Regions from separate parts of the Ovis aries genome. Here region 1 is linked to region 2. A link is a contact called in public Hi-C data. All regions are on one chromosome and are shown on one strand. The core of a region is the stretch at or near the end of the contact, and the rest is flanking DNA. Distances in the headings are between cores, read along the strand shown. Region 1 holds the start of SSBP3 (single stranded DNA binding protein 3). Region 2 overlaps SSBP3 (single stranded DNA binding protein 3).

What was found. Hi-C and Micro-C count contacts between places; a contact is called where the count stands out from the background.
Region 1: a Hi-C map of hypothalamus shows a contact between it and region 2, with 4 times the contacts expected there. The contact joins the promoter of SSBP3 here to the enhancer-like site in region 2. A contact is called at or near these places in 7 of 16 Hi-C or Micro-C datasets (hypothalamus, liver, mixed tissues and 3 more).

Annotation. Positions count from the first base shown.
Region 1 is chr1:28,904,789-28,911,159 of ARS-UI_Ramb_v3.0, forward strand. It overlaps SSBP3 (single stranded DNA binding protein 3), which reads right to left and starts at 5,006. Exons shown (of 16, transcript XM_042248427.1): 1 at 4,509-5,006; 2 at 3,437-3,509; 3 at 3,153-3,214; 4 at 316-400. The coding sequence starts at 4,564.
Region 2 is chr1:28,817,302-28,823,634 of ARS-UI_Ramb_v3.0, forward strand. All of the region lies in intron 4 of SSBP3 (single stranded DNA binding protein 3), which reads right to left. Among named protein-coding and RNA genes, the nearest start is that of SSBP3, 89 kb to the right of the region's middle. Within about 2 kb of position 4,245, at least 23 of the 54 cell types and tissues checked have an H3K27ac peak or open chromatin away from gene starts, as enhancers often do. A contact at or near this core is called in hypothalamus, where this site is marked.

The DNA of each region.
Region 1 (6,371 bases), core at 3,756-6,255, 88 kb after region 2:
CCCCATTCCCCAGCAGACTGCTCAATCAGAACATAAACCCCACAGGGCTGAGCCCTGCACAACGCCATTTAATGCTCCAGATAGGTGTCTATGCTCTTTTGCATAATTACAACATTATGAAATACCGTTTACCAAGTTAGACAGCTGCCGGAGGACGGTACGGGGTAAGGGAAGCAGAGAGGTGGGGAGGATAGAAAGAAAGGCAAGGAGAAAACAAAGACCACTGCCAACTGGCTGTGTATTTGCTTTTGGTACTAAAGAAGTTCAAGCTATCCAACCTGTAATTATTGCCAGGATTAAAAATTTGTTACTCACGTAATCATGAAAGGCTTTTGCTTCACTTGAATGTTCACAAGTGTCTCGCCTTTCAGGAGCTGCACAGTAAAGGTCCCAAAATACGCTGCAAGTCGAAAAATAAAATAAGATCAGGTTACTAATTATTACTTGTGTGCCCAATGGCAAGTGTACAATGCATGGTACTAACAGCACCAGGTCTCCCCAAGGCTCAGTCCTACCTTTTCAGCCTTCATTGGGCAAACTCAGTCTACAAAACAAAATGGACCCAACCTCTTCTGACAGCCTGGCATTTGCAGTAAGAGCAATAGTTCTCACCCTTCAGGCACCTACTATGTGCATGCCCATGACACTGCTTGTAACCCCCAAGAGCTGTAAGGTGGGTGATTTTATTCCCACTTTATACACAAGACAATGAAGGCTCAAGCCCATTAGTGCAACACACGCACGGATGCCCAAGGAGGACAGGTAGGAATCTGGGTGAAAATCCATGCCCGTCTCATCTCTCATATGAACACCCCCACCTCCACCCCAAATGGCTGCATTTCATTAAAGGATTAAATTGTCAAAGTCACGACTATGATTCATATACACAGAAACCTGGGTGACTCTGGCAATAAAGAGAATCTCCAGGTTCTTAACCCAGAGCCCATACCCTGGAGGCGTTTGGTGTGGTGTAAGGATTCTACCTGTAGGAGTGGGTGATGGGTCTTGTGCGCTTTTGTTTTCTGAGAGAAGTTGTATGGTTGGGGCTGGGGGGTCTGGCCACCACAGACCCCTGCCAGCTCACCCACACTCTCACCTAGGCCCTCCCCCAAGGCATTCCTATATAAAAACCATTCCTCCCCTGCCCATCAAAGAACATAAATCCATCACCCAAAGGTGAGGTTATGGATGATCAAGTATCTTGTTTTTCCACAATGACATGAAGCCCACCCCCCCTCAGACAGCCACTTGTCCAGCAAAAGCAGGGTTGGGGGGAGATTTCCCAGCCTAACTCCCCTCTGTGATTTCTGTATGGTCACCCCAACCCTTTGCATTATGTGAAAACAGACAGACAAATCCTTTGTCAACCAACAAAACCCTATACAAACATGAGGTCGTCAGTGGTATCAACAAGCAGCCTTAGAAACCCTCTCCAGGTCAAGAGCCCGAGGCCCAGGGATAGGAACTCGCCTGAAGGGTAAAGTGTGCACCAGAGCAGAGGTCTGACTCCTGGACCAGAGCTCCTGTCGTCATTATAAACAGCCAGCCCAGAAGAAACCATCTCAACTGCCAGTTCTATCTGTCAGCGGACAAGCATCTCACTCCAGGTGTGCGAGGAACGCAGCCTGGCCCTCTTCAGATCCGCTCCACCGCTTCCTCCCACTCCAAAGGCTGTGGTCATCTGCTCGGCGTCAGTGTCAAATCACAGAGTCCCCACTGCCGGAGCCCGGCACGACACACTCTAGTTCCCAAGGCAGAGATAAGGTTGGAGAAGTTGTATATGGGGGGGGGGGGGGGTCGGTGCAGTGATTAAGCACAGAACAGGATAATCGGGGACTTTTATTAACTGTAGAGGGAGGACAGTCTACTCCTACTAACAGCAGAACATTCCTTTCTGTGCTCTGAGGCTGCACATATTTGATTAACTTCCTCTACATGCTACATTTCTAACACGACAAACTCCCTGGCCCCTTCTGAGTAATTTTTACTCATAAGCCTAAGTGTCTGCAAAGTCCGTGGTGGCCAGACCGGCCAGCCCCAGCCACACAACTTCTCTCGGAAAACAAAAGTGCAGAAGACCGGCCACCCACTCCTACAGGTAGAATCCTTACACCACACCAAACGCCTCCAACTCTGCAGTTGCGAGGTTGGCAGAAGTAATTAAAAACTCATCTTCTCTGCAGCAAGTTAGAACAGACATTTCATCCCCCTGCATCTCAAAGACACTTGAAACAGTAACCCGAGCTGGCGGTCAGGTAAAAGTGCTAAGATCCCAAGATGGGGCACTGAACTGCAGCAAAATATCAAAAACCACTCTGCTCTCTTTTCCTTTTGAAAAAGATGTCAAAGACTCCACCGATCGGTCTCACAAAACACCCAAGTCTTACTCAAAGCAACTGCTCCCACTAAACCTAAGCCTCCCTCCTGGGGGGCTGCAAACCAGGAGCGGATCTCTGGTGGTCCCAGGCAGGCAGGGCCCAGGGGCCTGGGGAGAGGGTCACAGAAACAGCCCCCAACTACCAACGACAGGCATATGCCAGGTCTTAGTAAAATGAAACCTGGAGGTTTCAGGGCTATTTAGAGGGGTGGGGGTTTGGGGGCGGGAACATCCAGTCAGTCTGAATCAGTATCTTTAAAGGAAGTGGCAGCCTCCTCTTGCTCTTTCTCAGGGTGCCTGGAAAAGGTACCCATGGATCTTTCTCTCAAAGTTTCGCTTATAGAGGAAAAAGGAAGGGACAGGCCAGTTGTAAAACAGACCTGGTATCCCAGCCACCGGTCCTGCCCCACCCCCACTCCCTCTAATTAAAGCAGCATGCAGAATTGACAAAAATCCTTTCAGGTTTTTTCCAAGTCCGTGCTTACTGCTTCAGAGTGAGATGTAAAAGTAAGGCATTTCTATTGCAACACTAGGCATGATTAGTAGGTTCTCACCAGTGGGAAAAGAGGAGGCAGAAACTTTATGCATCGACCTCTGCTGCCCTTTCCCTTTTCTGCCAGTCCTGGTCTGAGGGCCCAGAGGCACCCTGCTCTCTACAATGCTGAGGACTAAAGCACAGGGAGCCTGCTCCAGACCCCCTGTCTTTGTTCACTTGGACCCCGGGGGGCTCAGAACAAAACACACACACACACACACAAAACTATCACAAACTTACCACCACCACGAGTGCAAAAACCCAGGCGGTTCTCCCAACGTGATGTTTTTTTCCCATCGAATCTAGAATGGAGAGAACAGAGACAGCTCAGGGCAGCAGAAGGAAGGGGTGGGCTGGGGGCTTCCCGGAGCCAAAAGGCTGTGAAGACCAACTAACAATAAATGCCAAAAGGTGATAAAAATTCAAAATGGTGGCCACAGTGGCTGTTCCAGAAAACAAAGGCTTTAAGAACGATGGGGAGGAGGGGGTGTCAAGAACTGGATGACTGGGGGAGTTCCACTCACCTCTGACAAGAAGGTCTGTGCAGACTTCTGTGCTCCTACGTGCAGTAAATATTCGTAGACATATAAAGCTAACCTGGAGAGTGGGCAGGGGGGCACAGAGAGAGAGGGAAGGCGTCAGATCACACTGGTGCTCGCTCCTGGACCATACCAGCCGGCTTCCAACCCTGTCCGTGCTGTCCCATTGTGGCCCCGACCAGAGGTGAGCAGCTAGCTTGGTCCTGCCTGGGGCCAAGGGTGCGAGCAGTTAGGGGGTGGGTACCAGGAGACGCGTTTACTTCAAGCCGCGGGGGCTGAAGAGCAGCCCCCGAACTTGAACTTCCAAGTAGCGTCGGGACCAAACCCACCTAGGTCTCTCAAACTCGCAAACCGCCCGACCCCAGAGCCTCGCTTCTTTTCCCGACCTACTCCTTGCCACCAACCCACCCTCTCCCCAGTTTTGAGGGTCCGGGGAGACTCAGTCCTGGACTCCGGGGTGCTCCGCGCTCTGGAGAGGGCAGCAAAGCGCCGCCCTCACCACCTCCCCCCAAAACAACTGTCCCCCAAGCTAGGGCCAAGCCGGCGCCGCTGTCCCTGCCCAGCCCGGCGCCCCGGAGGGCGCGGGGCCGGCGGTGGGGCCGAGGGCAGGGAAGGCAGAGCGCTCCTGGCCGAACAAAGCCCCCGCCACGCACTCCTCAAGCCGCGGGCGGACAAAAGGAGCCTTCGGGGCTGCAAGAAGCCACGCGCCCCCTGCTCGCGCCCGGTGGGCAAAGTGCGGTCACCGCCGCGAGCTCCCCGGCCGGGGCGGATGCCCCGGCTGGCTCGCAGGACCTCGCCCACCCCTCTCCGCGGGCCCCCGCGCCCGGCACGCCCCGGGGCCACCAAATGCCCCCTCCCCGGCGGCGCCCCCCGACGCCCCAACCTCAGCCGGCTCCCAACAATGGGCTCTCCCACGCCGCCCGCCGCGGCCTCGGGAAGGGGCCAGGCTGGCGGCGCCGGGGCCCGGAGCGCAGCAGCCCCCGCCCGCCCACCTGCCTCCCACCACCCGCCCGCAGCCCGGCGGCGGCGCGGCCGCCACTTGGAAAATAGGGCTTACTTTTCCCGAGCCTGCCCGTCCGAGGGCACCGCCGAGCCTTTGCCTTTGGCAAACATGGTTTGCAGAGAAGAGGACGCCGAGCCTCCTCGCCGCCGCCGCCGCCGCTACCGCTCCGGCTGCTCCCGAGCTGCCCCCTCGCTCCCGGCCCCCTCCCCGGCGCTCGCTCGCACACTCGCTCGCGCTCTCCTCGCCGCGCTCCCCTCCCTCCCCCCCAGGCGCTGGCTCCGCGCTCTTTCCAGCTGTCAAAGCGTCAGCCCCGGCCGCGGCCCCATCGCCCTGGAACTCCTCCTGCGCCGGCTCGGCCTGGAGTGCCGGTGCCGCCGCCGCCGCCGCTCGCCCGCCGGCCCGGCTGCCCGCTGGCTCGCTCGCGCGCCCGCCCGCCCGGCTCCGCCTGCGCCGCCCTCTGCGCCTCCTGCACCGCTGCCGCCGCCGCCGCCGCTGGTCTACTTGGAGCTCAACCGAACGTGGCTACCCCGGCGAGGGATCGAGGCGGGCGTCAACGTCCCGCGATTGATTGGTGCCTCGGCCAATCTGCGCGCGGGGGCGGGCCCAGGGCGGCCCGGGAGGGACGCCCTGTCAGCGCCCAGCCGCGGCAGTCCCCGCTGAGGCCGCCACCGAGGAGCCGCTGTCCCTGCTTCTGCGGGCGAACTGGGGGTGTCCGCGGGCGCGAGCCTCTGTTTTCTCTAGATGTAGGGAGAGGACGCGAATCGAGAAGGGGGAGCTCTAGTCTCCTGGCACCCGCGAAGAGGGGGTCCGACCCGCGGTCTCCGCGGCGTGGACCGCTGGGGAGCGGGTGGGGGGCGGGGGGCTCTGCGGCATAGTCGGAGGGGAGGGGGCGCGGACCCCTGAGCCGAGCACCGCCGGCTCCCTCCCGCCACGTCCCTCTCCCTTATCTGCCCCTCACCTCCCCCCGCCTCAGCCCGCGCCAGCCCAGCCCTGATCTCCCCCTCCCCCTCGCCTGCCCTTCCCGTGGGCTCCGACCCCAACCCCCTCCCCAGACTTCCACTCGCCCCCACCCTTGGCCGCCCCGCCCGTGGTCCTCCCTCTCGCCTAGTCTGGCTTCGGAGCGCAGGGCCCGGGGTTCCACGCTGGGAGCTGGGCGGCTCGAGCCGGCGCCGAGGCGCGCGGCTGCTCCTTTACTAGATCATTAAAATACTTTGGAAAACCCCAAAGTGGAGTCGCGCGAAAATGGCCCTTGGCCTGCTTTGGGGAACCTGGGGGAAGGGACTGAAGACTTGAGCTAAGAGAAGGGAGAGTGATTGCTCCCAAATTTCCAAGGTCTGCCCGCCCTAGCAAGTTAGCCCCTCGGCTTCTCCGGGAGAGATGGTGCCATTCCAGGGTAGAGGGGGCTGTCACCTGGGCGCCCCGCTGCGCGGAATACGCGTCACAGAAATCTGCAAACTTCAAATAAATGGAGCTAAATTGGGGAGTGGGGTACGAGAGCCAGCCGTGGGGGGAGGGGAAGCTTCCATTGTCAGTGACCCAGGTGTACAATGGGAAATTGAAGGGGGCTGGCAGAGTGACCCAGCTATTTGCTCCTGACTCCTTTTTGCCCACGCCGAGAACCCGAGGACACACTGAGTGTCCCTCATTAGACACTCTTATGACGAGAAACCAACCAAACAGGGCAAGACTCCCCCATTTTCAGACTGTTTTTAGAGCGCGGTTCTCTTTAAATGTGATAAAACACTGTCTCTTTAAAAGAGTCAAGCAGAAAAAGCTGTGTAAGCGCTGATTGGCTGCCTGTTTGGATACATCTTTAGGGGAGCCTTGAAACTGTTAGCCTAGGTTGATTTTTTTTTTTTTAACTGCGCTGTTCCAATAAACAAGTAACGCCCCTCCCCCTAACATGCCTCGCACCAA
Region 2 (6,333 bases), core at 2,995-5,494:
CAGGCAAGAGTACTGGAGTGGGTTGCCATTTCCTTCTCCAGGGGATCTTCCCAACCCAGGGATCGAACCTGGGTCTCTTGCATTGCAGGCAGACGCTTTACCCTCGGAATGCTCCTGGACACATAAAAAAAGCTTCAAGCTGGAAGCCACTGGCTTCCTTTGCAGGCTGGGCAATTGGGAGTCACAGAGAAGCAGCAAGAGGACTCAAGTTTGGATGTTTTTATGAAGGATGGGCCATAGGTAGAAGGAAACTCTCACTTGGTTTCAAGGCTCAAAGAGGGTCATTACTATCTGGTTTTCCATCTAGCAGACTTTTCTCTCCCAGCTTTATCCTTTTTTTTTTTTGGCCTGCACCATGTGGCATGTGAGATCTTAGTTCCCTAACCAGGGATCAAACCTGCGCCTCCTGCACTGAAATCTTAACCTATGAACTGCCCAGGAAGCCCCTTCTCTGCCAGTTTTGTCCCAAGGCCAGTCACTCTTGCCTGATAGCTGTTTCCTCTCTTTCATCTATTTATATCTCATCTTCCACCAAGATACCCTTCCATCTTTCTCATGTGTGCAAACTCCCTAACCTCAGGGTCCCATGGAAATGCCATGTTCCTCAGGAGCCCTTCCCAGACTCCCCCTACTATCCAGGTCGGCAGCTCCTGGGTTCCTTTCTTATTCCTTCTACTGGATGGGAAGCCCTCCCAGGGCTGGACTAAGTCTTGCCTGCATGGAACCCCAAGAGCCTCCCCAAGGAGGCAGAGCTCAGGGAGAGAATGGGAGGAACATGATAAAGCACACCTGGGCATGTGATAAGCTCTAGCCTGGTGCCGGCCATGTGCCACCACTGGAGGACCCGGGGAGAGCTACAGGTCCAAACAGGCATAGAGTTTCAGGCCAAGACACCCAGCTCATTATCGGCAAACATCAGGTTATTTGAAACCAGACTGTGTAACAGAGGGAAAGTGCCATGGCCACAGTGAGGCCTCACTGACCAGGTTCACCCCGAGCCTGGGTGATCCCTGAGATGAATGGGAAAGACAGGGGCAGGGCAGAGTGAGGCCAGCCCCCTGACACTGCGTAAGAACAGTTGCTGGGAGTTTCGTTACATAGATGATAACCATGGTGCCCTGTTACTGGGTGCTTCCACGTGCCGAGCACTTCTCACACCAACCCCAAGATGTAAATACTTTAGAAGATCCATTCCACAGTGCGGTAAACTGAGGCTTAGCTTACCGAGGGTCACATAGCGGTTGCTGGCAGAGCTGGTATTTAGCTGACACCCACAGGCTCTTCCACTGCGGCCCACCACCATTACTGACCTTGACACTCAACCTGAGGCCTCTAATGGTGAAACAATGAAGACTCAGGATTCCAGCCGCTCCCTGTCCCCACAGCCCCCAGGAGGAGAGAAATTCAGGCTTCAAGAGGCCACACTGGCCCCGCTAACTCGGGGCACCCTACACCCCCATCACATCCTTCTCCTCCTGCTTTTTTGGCCTAGAACCTGAGGGCACACTGCCTCCTTTGAGGATAATTGCTTCCCCACCCTCCTGGCTGTCCAGCAAATACCCACTCTCCACTCCTAAGTCATCACCTCTTCGACCAGCTTTTATACTCACCCTGCATCTCCTCAGCCCTACAGAACCAACCAGTCTTCCCCATCCTCCACGCCCAATGCAGCCTGGCTGGGACCCTGCCTGGGTCCAGCCCCACTGTACTGTGTTCAGTGCGGTTTGTCTCCTTGGTGGGCTCCTTGAGGACAGAGACCCTGCCTTCATTTATCTCTGAATTGCTGGTGTGTACAGAATAAGCTAAGCAATATTTTAAAGCACATCTCCTCCCTCCCCAGAGCTGCTCATCAGCAGTTAAAACAACGGAAGAGCAGGACAGGCCACTGATCAGAAGGGCAGGAATTCACTGGTAGGTCTGCTCTGAAAATTAATAATGCCAAAGAAAGGGAATTTCCTGGCAGGCCAGTGGTTTGGACTCCATGCTTTCATTCATGGGGCCCAGGCTCAATCCCTGGTGGGGGAACTAAGACCCCATAAGCTGTGTGGCACAGCTGAAAAATGGCCATTCCCCCTAAGGAAAAGGCAATCTCTGCCAGTGGTTGTATTGAAAAATCCCACTGGTTTGGAATGATTAGGGATAAGAGATAAAAAGCTGGTCTGATTACCACTGTAACAAAGTTATACCACCCTCTGATGGGCTGGACGAGGCACACACAGGGCATCTAAGCCCATGAAGCATGCCAACTTCCAGCAGCGTAGGACCATCAAATAGACTTCCTCATCTTATTGACACTCTACTTTGCTGAGCAAACCTGCCTCCCAAGCTTGGCCTGAACAAGTGAGGCATGAGTTCTATATAGAGGGAGGTTATAAAATTTCTACCAGACCCCATCAAACTGAGCTGCCTCCACACAAGACACATTTTTTTGCAAGTAACCTAATGAGAGCAGATGCTGCTGCTGAGACAGGCCAGAGGGACTCAACACTGGCCTGCACAGACTTTAGCCACGATGTGGTAACCAGATAACCAGGGAAGCACCAGCACCCTTTTTCTACAGATAGAGAAAGGAAATGAAGCTGGTTCTCAAAACAGTCAGCCTTGAGCTTCATTGATACCTTGGGAAATGTCCCTACTAGGATGCGAGGCCCATCGCACTCTGAGAAATTATCTGTCCCTTCCACATGTACACAATGCGCTGAGAAAACGCCAGGCAGAGGGAAAGTTGCCTTTTCTGCTGCTCACTGTTTCTGACACCACACGGTCACTCAAAGACCCTGGAGTGGTCCCGAAAATCCCCAGATCCCCAAATGCCCTGTGCTCAGACATAACCCAAAGCTTTAGCCGCTGCCAAGAAAAAGAAAAAGAAAGAAAACCCCAGGAACACACCAAATCCATGTCCAACTCCTTTGCCCCTTGGAACAAAACCCATTGCAGGCGCACACAAAGCAGGGTAGGCTGGACAAAGGAGAGGCCAGGTCACACTCGACGAGGCGCTTTCTTGTCGTTTCCAAAACAGAACTGTCCTCTATTAAAACGCTCTTGTTGCTCGGATGTTGGTGCAGGAGGGAGGGGGCACAAATCTCAAAACAAAAGGCGAGCTGAGGCGGGAGGGGAGGCCCTGAGCGAGCTAGCGAGGGCGGCTTCTTCTCCCCGCACACTTCCAAGCTTTTGAATGCCCGCAGACCTCGGCCTGGAGCTGGCAGCTGTCTGTTATTATCCCGGCAACTCCAAGGGCCCCAGCACGAGGGAGTGCGTCCCGAGCAGGTGAACGCCATCTGCCTGGCTCTGACGAGATGCCCAGCTCTGTGCCTGCTGCTGCCAGCAGGCCACGGGGACTTCGGGGAGGTACGGCCAGCCTTCTACCCTCTCTCCGCCCATTCTTCAATGCTCAGCCCGGCTTTCTTCACGCTCCCCGGGGGGCTGCAGGCTCAGTCACTACCTGGCATTTATCACAGAGGGGGAGCTCTTTTAAAAAACACTTGGTCACCTTTCACAGAAAATTCAAAAGGCATTGAGAGTATGGAGGTTTTTTTCTGGTGGAGGGGGGTTAGTTTGCATAGAGTTGGGTATCCACAGGAAAACAGGGCCCATTGACACACCTTCCAGAGGTTCATTTGAAGAGGGGGCTTTAATTAATCTACAAAGAGAAAAAAAGTTTTCTACCTGCCTTTTAAAAAGCACTCCTTGCATTAGCTAACACAGTCCCAGTACACTCCAGCCCATTTCCTCCCACCCCGCTCTGGCTGTTTTAATTGGGGTAAGTGGTTCCCTGATGCCATCTACAAAGTACTAGTCCAGACCTTGGGGAGAACAAGAGCTAAGTGGAAAAGCGGGCCTGGAGCGGGCAGCATCCCTGATGGGAGTCGGAAGGAAGGCCGGGTATCGGGTCCAGCCTGTTCCTCTCCTGGGAAGAGGAGCATTCCTCCCCTTAACGGTGTTTTCACTGGCTAGTCCGTCAGACAACTGAAACGCCTGTAACGTGTGACAGGCAGGGCAAGGTGAGCCTGTCTGCCTGTGAGTCTGGGTCTCTGCACTGAGTGCTGATGGCAGCTAGAAGGAGCCAGGTCCCCACCCTCATCTCTCCAGGGCCTCGAGCAGCTTCACAGGTCTCCCAAGTCACATGTGCTAGGGTCTATTTCCCCCAACAACGACTAGTGACTAGTGACAACACCAAGGCCGAGACTCTGCCGGGAAAGCAAGGAGGGGACAGGCACAGGGAGAGAACGGGCCACCCCAGAAGGGGGCAGCAGAGGGACAGCCTGGCCCTGGGCAGCCCGGGCTCAAGGCAGAAACCCACCAACAGCTCTGAGTGAGAACCAAGGTCCTCTTAGGCTGGAAATATTCACGCGAAGGGGTGGGAAGGGCTGAGCTGGGAACGCGCTCTGCTTATGAACAATAGCCAGAAAGCAGCAAGGTGGTGTGGAGAACCTGGAGGGCAAAGCTGGGTCCAACCCCTACTGGATTCCCAGGCCCTGGGGGGCGTAGGGGCCAAGTGAAGGAAGATAAGCACCCTGCCTAATCTGTGGGGCTGTTGTGGGGCTCATGAAGGACAGGAGAGGCCGAGGGCTTGGAAAACTCTAAGGACCGTACCAACACGAGCCCCAAATTGAGGCTACTCTGAAGAACTTTCATCAGGAACACACGAGCCAGACACATAGCCACAAGACTAAGACGTGACCGCCGTGTCATACCCACCATCACCACAATTGCTCAGGGAGGGAGCTACAAATCAGTGGGCTGTGGAAAGCAGCCCAACTACCTTGAACCCTTCTAGGCCACCTCCACCCCTACTCCCGTGTCTGGTGCACACACAGGTCTGCAGCTAGAGAACGGGCCAAGTTACTGTCACTATGAGAAAGCAACAGGGGCACAAACACAGCCCTGGTGTCATGCTCCCACAGCCCAGGTTCTGCAGCCTCACACCTACAGCAGCCAGACCTCCCCCCGCCGCTGGTGGAGGCTCTGGACACATCTGTCTTAGCCTAAACCAACTGCTTCTCTCCAGCTCTCACTGGCCAATCGGCCTTCCTCATTCTTGTGCAACAAAGCGGCAGCCCACAGGAAAAAGGGCTTCGGCACACACCGCCAGCTCTGAACTTTGCAGTATTTCAAAGGAAAGGGAGAGTGTTTGGGGCAAGTGGTCAGAGGGGGCTTCCTTTTCCAAGGAGGGTGAAGCTTGCGGTGCGCCTGGAAGAACAGGCAGGATTTCACAGAGCACCTGAGAACCCTTTCCATTCACCCCTTCACAGACCCCACCCCAAGCAAACCAAGAGACGACCGTCCCTGTGCCCCTAGGCTGTCCCATCATGACATCACAGATCCTGAGCCCAGCGTTCAGACCAGACCAACCCCCATGCCCGGGGTGCCAGGGCTCATGACTGGCTGGTCCCACTTGGGGACAGTGTACAGCTGAAGCCTCTGGGTGTCCCTTCTGTTGGGAGGAGAGGGGTTGACAGCCCAGCTTCCTGGAAACATCTCCTCCACTCTGAATCCACTTTGGAAAGGCAGGCCCAGAGCGGGCGGAGGCCAGGGAGGGGCTGGGATGGGAACATCCTGTCTACAACAGAACAGAGTAGGGACTGAGGGCTGCCCACGTGTGCTTCAGGCTTTTTTTCCCCTTCATTGAGCAGGAAGTGTTCATTCGACCGACAAACAAGCATCTGGGGGTCGTGGTAGGGTGAGGGCAGTGAAGCCAACCTCTGATTTGTGGAAGTGAACAATCCAAGACAATGGGTGTGTGACAGCAGAGAAATCGGCTCCAGATGCAGGCCAGAGCCAGCTGCCCAGGGGCCAATCGGGTAATCAATCCTGTTGATATGTTTATTCTCAAAAAGAGGACCTGGGGGTGGGGGCTGCGGTCATTGCCGGTCAGACAATGGAAGGCAGCTGGGAGCAGGGTCCTATGACCCTCCCTCCTGCCTGCATGGTCTGTAGGTTGCACAGTTCTCTCCTGACTCAAGGCTTCCCTGCTCCCCAGCCAGGAAGAGGTTGGGGGTGGGGGAGATGACCACACCAAAGCCTGCTGTGTGCTGGTTTCTGACGGCCAAAGTCAAGTCCCCTGGGGTCCTGTGCAAAAGAGCGAAGGTTCAGATTGCCCCCTTCCCCCATGGCTGCAGGCTGCCCACTGCCTCTGTGCAGAGGTCTTAAGCGGATGCTCCTTAGGGTCAAGATAACTAAGTTTCCCTGAAACTCAGGGCAGCAGGCAAGCATGAACTCTGGGATTTTCACTTTCTAGGCTTGGAAGGTACCAGAGGGGCCAAGATGGAATATGTGGGGTGGGAGAGGCCTTGCCAGCCAGTTAATAAGGAGCAGAGTTAGGGCCAGCACCCA